Regions from separate parts of the Zea mays genome. Here region 1 is linked to region 2. A link is a contact called in public Hi-C data. All regions are on one chromosome and are shown on one strand. The core of a region is the stretch at or near the end of the contact, and the rest is flanking DNA. Distances in the headings are between cores, read along the strand shown.

Region 1 (5,211 bases), core at 864-3,363, 85 kb after region 2:
CGGTCCTGGCCGGGTGCGGGTCGCTCTCGGCGTACCCGGGGCGATCGAAGGACAACATGTAAACGCCCAGCTCTTGCGCAAGCTCCTGCACCCACACCAGTTTCACCAATTCAGCGAAACACATCCAATATCTATCACACAGAAACACAAAAAACAGTAGCTAAAGGTAAAAACAAAGCGCGTGCCGTGGAGATCGGAAGCGCGTCGTGTCTGCAGGAGTCGAACCCATGGACAAAGACGAGCCTGTGCTTGGCCTTCTCCCTCGGGACGCCGGTTTCCAGATAGGCCAGGTACCTGCCGTCGCTGAGCCTCGTCCTGGTCGCCGTCACCGGCGGGCCGCCCGGCGTGCCGGGGATCTTGGGCGGTAGCGGCTGAATCTGCCTGTACAGCAGCGCCGACGACAGACATGTAAGCAGCGCTAGGATGAGCTTCCTTGCCGTTCCTGCGAGCGGAATGAGAACAGATTAGCTAGCGTGGCAAACTGCGTGCACGCGGCGGCGTGGCAAACTGCATGACATGACTGCAAGTACTACTACTACCACGCGCTAGTCTGAACATTTTGGTTATGCGGTTTTGGTTTGTTGAATGCTCTCCGTTGCGTTCATCTCGCAGGTCGAAGCCTTTTTTTACATGTACCGGCGGCGGCGGCGGCCGGGTAGTAGTTGGTTTAGTGCTCTGGATCTGAAAACCCTACTATACCCGCGGTCCTCAATAGGCGTCAGACAAAAATTGACGTCTCTGTCTGAAGTAGCATTGAAAACAGCCTGAAAGCTAGCAAAGAAAAAACTAGAGAAGAATATGCAGACTTGTGAACCCCGAAGCCCGATGAGGAGAACCAATAATAATGGTGGTCCACAGCAGAGTTGCGGTGGTAGGCTAAGAAGCGATAGACGTCTCTGAAATATGAATATCCTATAGCAAACCATGCATTTGACGGCTCGTAAAAAAAATCAAATCCGATCAGGAGGAGGAGAACCAGTTGTCCAGACAAGCTAGAGACCGATGTCCCAAGTAACAATTAAACTATAAGATATACGTAGCAGGCGATATTGACGACTTCTGATAAAACGCTACGTCAGCTCAAGCTGCCAGTTTCTCTATTGTAATCTCAAAGCCTGGTTCTGAACCCAATACCGACTGTCATTTCCAAGGGGCACCTTATTTCCCCCCTGTGGAAAAGCGAGCTATTTCTCGGTCCAAAGCCTAAAGCCAGACACGTATCACAATCACACATACAAAAATATCAGGGTCCGCTCTCGTAGGCATTGCTTTAATTGTCTTGCACGTCGCCTGCTCTGCTATATCCAACGAAGGGGCTGCTCAACACCTTGAAATTTTTTCCCCTCCCTGGACTGACAAAAGCTTCCGTTTCGCTATCGGCACGCGATGAGAGGAAAAGGTTTCCATCCGTAACCATCGTCCTTTAAGCCATTCTGGACTCTAGAGCGCATATCTACTACAACTGATCTTTTTTTCCCTTTAAATAAACTACAACGACCGTCCTTCTAGAAATAAAACCGAGATATTATTCTGCAGGAAATGCTTGTTGTAGCTACCGTCGAAATGGACGTGCGATCGAGTCCTTGCGACCGACGACTAGTTGATGAGACAGCAGAATCGATACAGAACAGTCACTACCGAGAACATGGAAAGTTCATCGCCTTTTTGCGGATTACAGATAGATAGTATCGAATAATCAAGGCCTTTTTTGCGGATTAAACAAAGATTAATCCTACCCGCATGAATCAAGAGACACAAAAAGAACCACAGCCGGCCAAGTAACAAGATCACACACATCACAAGGGCCGCATGAATCAAGAGGCGGATGAGAGAGAGAGAGTATATACCGCCGGACGCCGTGGCCGGTGGCGGTGGCGGTGGCGGCTTCTCGCCGGACACGGCCATGGTGGCTTGACGGCCTTTGTTTGGGCGAGATACCTTCTTGGCTACGGCCGTCGAACGTCGTCGTTGGCTCGGGGGAAACGGCAGGCAATGCAAGCAAGTATCAGCACGCGGGACGGCGGGAGATGGGGATGATAACTGCTGTTACCGGGGGGGGCCAAGCAGACGCAGACGCAGGCCCCGGTGTCTTTAAAACTTCTGCTTTCTGCCGGCCACTGGTGACTGTTGGGATCAGTGTTTTCACTGTTTTGTTGATATGCCAGTCAACTACTCCAGCACGGGTCACCTGGGTCCGCAGATCCAAAGAAAAATACTAAGATATAAGGTGAAGATAACCAGTGACGACGGATGCATGACGCGAATCCATGGAACCAAGAAACCCGTTTGACAAAAAAAACTAATGTGCACATAATTCAAGTTTTATATCAATATTATGGCATAAGTTTGAAAATAAAACTATATAAACAAAATAAGCAAATATACCGTTGAGTTCTTACTAACCGAATCGAAGCCAATATTTTTTTTAAGTGAAGTTACTGTAGATAGGGCCTACAATATTTTATTATTTGTAAGTCAAAGAGTGCAGATTACAGAAAAAGAAGTACAAAGTTCTGCATCCAATTACTAATTTTTTCCTTCATAGCAGGCTTAACTCGATGGAACACCAGGCGCATTTCTTTTTTAAACATTTCCTTATACTCATTGGTTGTGGGTGGAGTCTCGTTGAAAATCCAGTTGTTTCTGCTTTTCCAAATACACCAAGTCATAATGATGATGCTTTCGAGTCTCTATGGAACGTGCCATCTCATTCTAATCCTCAGGAGGGTATGGATTAGATCAGTTGTTCGTGGCCGACGGATGCCTAAGAGTAGCCAACATCTCCTAGCAAAGTTGTATCTAAAAAAAGATGGAGAATCGAAGCCAATATACCTTGTCGAATGGTCATCTCCTAAAAGGGCGAGGGCGTTGAGACATGATGGACGAGGTCAGACGACGTCTCCGACTGGGAGTTAGGACTCGTTGGTTCGTCAAGCTCGCCGGTCATCAGGGTCAGGTCTCATCATCGCAACGAGCGAGATCGGGCCTACCGTGCAGACTGACGTCACGACGACAACGAGTAGGGAGGGGCGAGGTCGAGGTCAAGCGATGCCACATGTTACGAAGGAGCTGCGAAACGGGGCATCAGAATGGTTCGAGCGGCATCGAAAATAACGGGACCGGTCGGATACACATGAAGACACAGTCGAGGAGGAGGACAGGAGTTGGAAGAACTACATTAATCCGACAAGGAGATCCAAGACAAGACTATTTTAGGTTTCTCAAAACTTTATTCTTTTTCTATACTTAACAATAGATAACCATTAGGTATAAGAGGTTATAAGAAATTGAGAGAGGTCATAACACACTTTGTCCCCTCCTTTTCGTCCGCCCCTGATGATGGTACTCTTCCGTCTTAAAATACTAAATATATATTAAAAATATTAATATTTAAGATACATATAAATATTATTAGAATAGTTATGAAATGTATTTTTATAATAAATATCTTTGAAGGTACAAAGTTTGACTATATTTTCAGTAAAACTAGTTGGAGTTTAAGAAAGTTTAAAGTACTCTAAACTTAGTTAAAATTTTAATGCACCTCAGTACTTGTTAATCAACTAGCTAGTTATAGACAAGACTTTTTTTAGCTCACTCAAAACTATATTTTTCTAAATTTAACAGTAGATAACTAGGTATAAGAGGTTATAAAAAATTGTGGGAGATAACAGTAGATAACTATTAGGTACAAGAGGTTATAAAAAATTGAGGGAGACCATAACTTACTTTGTCCTCTCCTTTCCGTCCGCCCCTGACGATGATACTCTTTCGTCTTAAAAATCTAAATACATATTAAAAATATTAATAATTAAGATACATACAAATAATATTAGATTAATTATGAAATGTATTTTTATAATGAATATCTTTGAAGGTACAAAGTTTGACGATATTTTCAGTAAAACCGGTTAAAGTTTAAGAAAGTTTAAAGTGCTTTAAACTTAGTTAAAATTTTAATGCACCTCAGTACTAATCAACTAGTCATAGACTCGCGAATCTGACTGTGTAGAGAATCTGAGTATCTGGCTGTGGGGAGAATCTGACTGTGTAGAGAATCTGAGTATCATTAGGATTACATGCGGAGAAAGATAAAGGTGTCCATAGGACTCGGGATCTAGAAAGTGACGGATTCCTACTATTGCAACGACTCAACCGATTATGTGTTTATGTTGATTTTGAATAGTTTTTACCGAAACGAATTTTATAAAAGCTGACCGAAAAGTTGAGCGTTTCACAGTCCGCAACAGCTTTTGGTGGCCAGAAGCTCCAAAAAGCTGAATCAAACAGGGGCTACATGAGACTCCAGTGACAGTAATGAATGTGCATGTATCTTGCAGTATGTAGGGGCAGAGCTAGACCTTTTTCTATTGGGTCAGCTGACCCCTATGATTTGTAGTAAAATCAATGGAAATCACTGTTACACACTGTTCTGTAACATGGAAGACTCCAGATTACAATATTGAAGACCTCGGCGGTGTTGTCTCCTAGCTTCGCCTCTGCAGTATGTTCGGGGATTTTCCTGGATAACTCTTTTAACTCTAGATTTATCAAAAACAGATCCATTTCAGAAAAAATGGTTAAACGGTCTAGATCTGTGAAATTTAGATTCATCATTTTAGTGAAGTTTCTAAAAAAATGCTCCACAAATTTATTTTCAGTGGAATTAGTGAAAATCAACCACCATTATCACTCGTTACACAACTTATTGATATTCTTCATTGTTTCTTCTTTCAGCATACCTAAACCATAGCCATTACTCACTTTGGCTCCTTCCTTAGGCTATCTAGCAAACTTTTTATCTCACCTTCCTTTCTCAAAAAAGTGTATGAACTTTAATGAATTGCAGATCGTGCATATTAGGCTATCTAAGACCATCTCCAATAAACCATATAAACGTCATTTAAAATAATATTTTACATTGTAGATTATATTGTTTATAGAGTAGAGAAATAGAGATTGAGATAGAAAGTGGGATATGAAGTCTTTAGTAGATAGTCTAAGAGTAACTATAAGAGACTGGGATTGAGATAGAAAGTGGGATACGAAGTCTTTAGTAGGTAGACTAAGAGTAACTACAAGAGACTCTCTATATTCTTTGTAATTAATATAAAAGAGATTTTTGTGAAAAAATACCTTCCAACAGCTTCTCTAAATGACTATTTAAATATAGACATCTTTTATTTCGGGTTTCTCGAACGCTAAATATAG
Region 2 (5,697 bases), core at 133-2,632:
GCCGGCGAGCACAGTCTCCTCGGCAACTTCTTCTATTGGTAACTCGGGTGCAAGGCAAGGTACACATATATTTCATATAGTAGTTGTATTCAACATGATGGTAGCTGCGAGCAGGATTCTATTCAGGATTTTTTTTGAAAATGTAGTTCTAAGGCAATCCCTTGCATGATGGTCAAGAATATTTTAGCCCCTGTGCGTGCATGCTTTGATGCTGAATCAATGTCTGTAAGCTTGTTATCCACAGTTCTGTTTGGAGTAGGCAGTACAGCAACTGTGCTCGTTAGTTATTCATTGGAATTGTTCTTGACATAATCCTTGATTTACTAATAGCATTGGATTCTGATGTTATTAACCTGTATTGTAAATGTGATTTGCAGATTCACCACCAAATCCTTGGGAGCGTTCTGGAGCTGAAGGAGCATATGGTCCTGCACCTTTCAAGCCCCATCTGGTGGAAGCACCAGTGATGTTGTTGAAGCTTCTGGTACCGCTAAGCCCGACGAAAATGTTACTGAGAGGTGTGTCTTTCTTGTTTTATTGTTGCTAAAAAGGTAGAAAAAATGTTTCAGACGCCATGAGGATATGATCCTTTTATTACAACAACTTATAATTATTATTTATATGTACCAGGTGTCCCTGCACTCACTGGAGAAGGCCATCGAGCAGGCACAGGCGCAATGACCTGAGGCGAACGTTCGGGGCCGGATCCGCTGACTCCCGTTCGGCGGCCTCACGTTGTGCTTAATTTGTGGTCTGCTTAATCAGTGTGCAGAACAGCAAAGGAACCCAAGTGGAGGAACCAATACGATTGCTGCCACAAAGTAAAAGACTTGACACAATTTATTTTGTCGCACAAATACTTTGTGCCTGTTGATCTTCTTAGTGTCTGCAAAACAACTCCTTTTTATCGGTTTGCACATGGCAGCTCATAAGCACTACTACACTGGTTTAGGGCTAAAAACATGAGGCTAACAAGATATTTGTTTGCAATTTTACTGACCTACTAAATTTGTTATAGTTGATATTAGTATAGTGAACTCCCAACAAGGTAGATAAATGTAACATCTGAATTTCCTAATTCCTGCCACCAGTAGTATACTGAATAATTTTCCTTGCTTATTGTTAGAAGTAACATGTCTGTTCACTAACAGTAGCATTTTGTTTCTTCAGTTAGCTTTAGTATTTTAGTTTCAGATGAAGGCGATAGATGTGAACCGTACCATGTTCTACTCTATTGTTCGATTCCATGCTGTCTTTATATTAGTACACTGAACTCCCAACCAGGGCGGTGGCAGAGGAAGGCGGCGTTTGCGGGCAGATCCGATGGCTGCCGTGAGGTCCGAACTGAAGGTTGCAAATTTTCTGGGCGATCGTCGACGGCGGCGTGGTGAGGGTTCACGCGGACGCGGCGTGGCAGCGCGCCCAGCCACGTGCCTAGCTCTGCCCCACACAGACGCGGCTAGCTCGGCCACACGCCTAGCCAGCACGGTGTGGAAGCGCCAATAGCTGAGATTAGTGCGTGCTCTCAGTTGATTTTAGGAGTGCTTTTCCATAAATTTCTATGATTTATTTTTCCGTCCATTTGTTCCTTACCCTTTCATCGTTTCGTCATATGTTATTTCCTTCCATTTGGATTATGAAGCTGCAAAATATTTGGTAACGTCACACCGCTCTATGATGATCCAAAGACTCAGAATGTTCTTGGAAATATGAAGGTGCCCTTTCTTTGTCAGTACAATCCGATGAATGTAAACTATGCTAATGTTGCTTTTATTTCAGGAGTTTACGACCTTTTTAAGAGTTCTCGGAAGCTAATCCTACAGATGTGAATGAATCTTGGACAGAAAATGGAGATTGCATAATGGTGAGTAATAAATATATTTTTCTTGAATGCATAAGAAAGTATTGATTGTTTTGGGGAGGTAGCGGAGTTTTCCACAATTTGGCTCCAAGCGTGACGACAGCCTATCGTGCCCAGGCTTCTATAGATGTCTCAACTCAGCAGATTGGATGAATGGACCTGTCAGGCCAAACTTTCTAGACTTCCAAGGGGTGGACTTTGAGGCAACGTTTGGGGTGAGGAGAGCTTAAAGTGTAAGAGACATTCAGGTTTGATAAGCATCTCCCTCCATTTGCTACATTTGAGAAAGCATCTGGTTATCAGGAGATGGTTTTACTTATTCTATCACATATCTCATTTGTCATCCATAGCAGTAATGTATTTTATTGATAACACTGTCATGATTTCTCTATTTTTTCTTTGCCCAGGCTCATGCTTTTATTAAAGGTTATGCTTTTTTAATCTTGTTGTAGGCATTAGTTCAGTTTTCTGATGCTGAAACTACAACATCTGCATAAGCTGCTCTAGATGGTAGATGTATTCCTAGGTACATTGACTTTTGCAGTTGCGATGGGAATCTCAAATAAAAAATGTGTCGATCCTAACTGCTACAACTACCAGAGAAAAGCCCCTCCTGTTCATTAGAAACCAATTTGTTTTATACTTTTTAAGCCTCTACTGCTCATGCCGCTATCTTGTAATAGGTGGGCTAGGGGTTATCCAGAGACGACAAGGCCCTCAAGCTGGCTTTCTAGCACTGGATCAAAGCGATGAGTACAGACGGGCGGTGGGGACTGGTGGGTTTTACTGCCCATTCTTGCTCTTGTCATGGTACAATTATCCTGTTTTTTCCTACAGTGATGTTTTATTTTGTGGCAACCTCTTTCGACCCTAAACAGATACAATCACTTTGATGAATGTTGATATACTTACAGTATTCAATTGTAGACAGAATACTTGCTTTCGTATGGGCTTGACAAGGGTTTGGTGGAGTTGTTGTTGATTGCCAATGCGAGGAAATATCCTGTGAAGATAATTCTGTATTTATTAGTTGCTTTTTCCATGGCAACAGTTAAGCCTTCATTGCCTTACCTTTTTTGTGTGCATGTATTCTCCTCCACTGCTGTTTGGAGGACACCAAAACTGGAAACAAAGGGAGGAGAGCTTCAAACTAAATTCTACCATGAAGGTAACTACTTGCCTTTAGTTTGTGCATGTATTGTATAAACCATGAAGGCAATGGAAAAGATACACACTGCAACCTTGCAAAATAGGTTTGCATATTCTCCTTCTACCCGCCTTTGTGATTCGTTTTTGCTTTAATACATGGTGTCTCCTAGATTGTGTTTAGCTAGGCAATATGCTAAGTGCATATACAACTTTTGCCTCCATCTACTGTATAACTTATACAAACCAATATCAGAGCTTGATCTATTAAATTGTCAGTGGTGTACTCCAAGTTACTAATTTTGCTTAAAAATGTGAGCTGATCTTACTCTTTGTATTTTATAGTAATAATGTCTTCCATGTCATCACATATTTTTGTTTCTCCTTTTTAGTATCCAGTACTTTCTGCAAGTAATAGGACTGACACTGAAGCTTTAGTGCTAAATGATCTCTGAGTATTAGTGACCTCAATAAGTGAAGATTATTTGTTTAAGCATATGCGCAAAAATCAATATGAAAGCTTGTTTGGCTATGAAGATGACGCGTGTGTGTGGTGTTTCTGTTCTCTATTTGATTGTTGCCTAATTGTTACTACATTGCATCACTTACTCAATATGTTCACAATCACTATGTCTGTAAGGCATTTTATTTTTATGAGGAACCTTACTAACCAGGATTTTTGCTATGATGTCTGATGTTCATTCAAAACAAGTGTTTTATTGTTACGCTAGATAAGCACTCGACCATGGGGGTATCACTGTGTTTACAAATTCCAGTATGTTTATTGGTATCTATTCTTGGTCCGCAATAAGTATATGATAAGCTTTTCCTCAGGAATATGTTACTAAAAACTGCTGAGGCTCACTGGGAACTTCAGTTAGTTACTAAGTAGGTGTAAATTAAATCTGACATATAAGGTGGCACGCTGCATGATGACCCTTTGTTTCTTGTTCTACTGCAATCTTCTTTCATCATATCAGAGTTAGAATAACTATTTTGTAAGGCATTTTCTTTTCTTCCTAGGATCGCAACGTCAACGCCGACATCGACGACAACAAGTCAGTGGGGGTAGTCACTAGATTGCTATGGACATATTGGATTTTCTGCTTGTGACAGGATATTTGCTCTGGCAACTGTTTTAAGTTCTGTTCTGATCTACAATCTTCCTGAAACAGTGAGTTCCTATCTTATGATGCCTCAGGGCTTCACCACCTCTTGTTTATTTGATAGGAGTTGAAATTTACTTACTTTTGGCGACAGATTCGTGAAGCCGATATATCGAGACTTTCATTTGCCGTCGAAATTGCTGAAGAATTCTATGGAAGGTTTGCTTCCTGCTATTTCTAATTCGAGCTTCTCATTGTACCCAGTTTGTCCTTTGCTAACATATTTCCATTTTGCCCTTTAGCTTGTGGTAAACTAGAGTCAAGGTAAAACTTCACTAACCTACGTCTCAGATTTATGAAATATAGAAGTATATCAAAATCATGTTGTGGGGCTCTGCAGGGGCAAGATGTTTCTTTTGAGCCAGCCAAACTTCTGTGGTTGATCCAGAGGGATTTTCTCCGTAAGTTGTTTCTTGTAACACATATGAATTTTTTTGTTTGGATCATACAGTATTTATTCTGTCCTGGGAATGCATATAATTTGATAACCAGTCACAGATCAGATCATAATCATCATCATTATGTAGACAGTGTTGCCCAACTGTGTTATAATCGGGCCGGAGTACACTGCAGATTGGGCTAGCCATATCTAGCGTTGCAAGTTTGGGACTTGGGAGGCTTCTTCGACAGAGCAAAAGTGTAAGTGGCATTGATTAGTTGAGATTTTTTTCTATTTTAATATTTTTCAAAGAAAATTGAAAAGCAATCCCGACAAAATCTTATTTCCATGAATAAATCATTTGGCTCTTCATCTAGGTGAGGGAAAAAACTTTTATTAGGAAGTGTATTTACTAAGGAAAAGCTTGTCACGATGTTATTGAATTGCTACGATTTTGATATATCATATGGTTAAAAAAACTGTCATCACATTAGTTATTAGATCTCCGTGCAGGGATCGCTCCATGTCACGGCCACAGGAGCTAGAGCCCCAGCGGAACGAGAGGAGGACGCAACCGCCAGACACCTAACTATCATATATATAGGTCTGCATGATATTAGTGGTTGTAATGTAGTGGTGAAACAAGTAGATTAAAATAAAAAAATTTATATGTATAGTCATGATTACCAATGATTACAAAATTTTTTCTTATAACAATATAACACATTTATATATAAGTTATCATGATATTATATGTTTCTGTTGCAACGCACGGGCACTAACCTAGTTCAACATATGATGATTAAATGAATATTATTGAATCAAGCCTCCAACACCCAAGGTACTTGTCCATGATCATCCACGTTTTGATGGTACCCAAACTAAGTTGGGTCCTTTTAAGTTAGGAGCAACATACTTAGGCATTGCCTTAGTATGAATAGCGGGATGTTTTGCAATTGCAACAAATGAGGTACCATTGCCATCCTTTCTAAGCATAATATTATTATGAATTAAAATAGGCTTAGAATTGTTACCTAAAGGACATGAATTTGCTATGTGTCCTCTTTCCCGACATGTGTAGCAAGTTCTCTTTGTTTGAGCCTTCTCTTTCTTTCTCAAATTTTGCTTCACATTGTCTTGCTTCT

Evidence for each region. Hi-C and Micro-C count contacts between places; a contact is called where the count stands out from the background.
Region 1: a Hi-C map of leaf shows a contact between it and region 2, with 4 times the contacts expected there. The contact joins the promoter of LOC100280362 here to the enhancer-like site in region 2. A contact is called at or near these places in 3 of 25 Hi-C or Micro-C datasets (bundle sheath, ear and leaf).

What each region holds. Positions count from the first base shown.
Region 1 is chr2:59,679,160-59,684,370 of Zm-B73-REFERENCE-NAM-5.0, forward strand. It overlaps LOC100280362, which reads right to left and starts at 2,114. Exons shown (of 5, transcript NM_001357850.1): 1 at 1,848-2,114; 2 at 186-442; 3 at 1-85. The coding sequence starts at 1,905. It also overlaps the pseudogene LOC103648676.
Region 2 is chr2:59,594,604-59,600,300 of Zm-B73-REFERENCE-NAM-5.0, forward strand. It overlaps LOC103646505 (a long non-coding RNA gene), which reads left to right and starts at 4,078. Exons shown (of 4, transcript XR_562232.2): 1 at 4,078-4,181; 2 at 4,268-4,332; 3 at 4,431-4,437; 4 at 4,514-4,574. Within about 2 kb of position 1,383, at least 3 of the 20 cell types and tissues checked have an H3K27ac peak or open chromatin away from gene starts, as enhancers often do. A contact at or near this core is called in leaf, where this site is marked.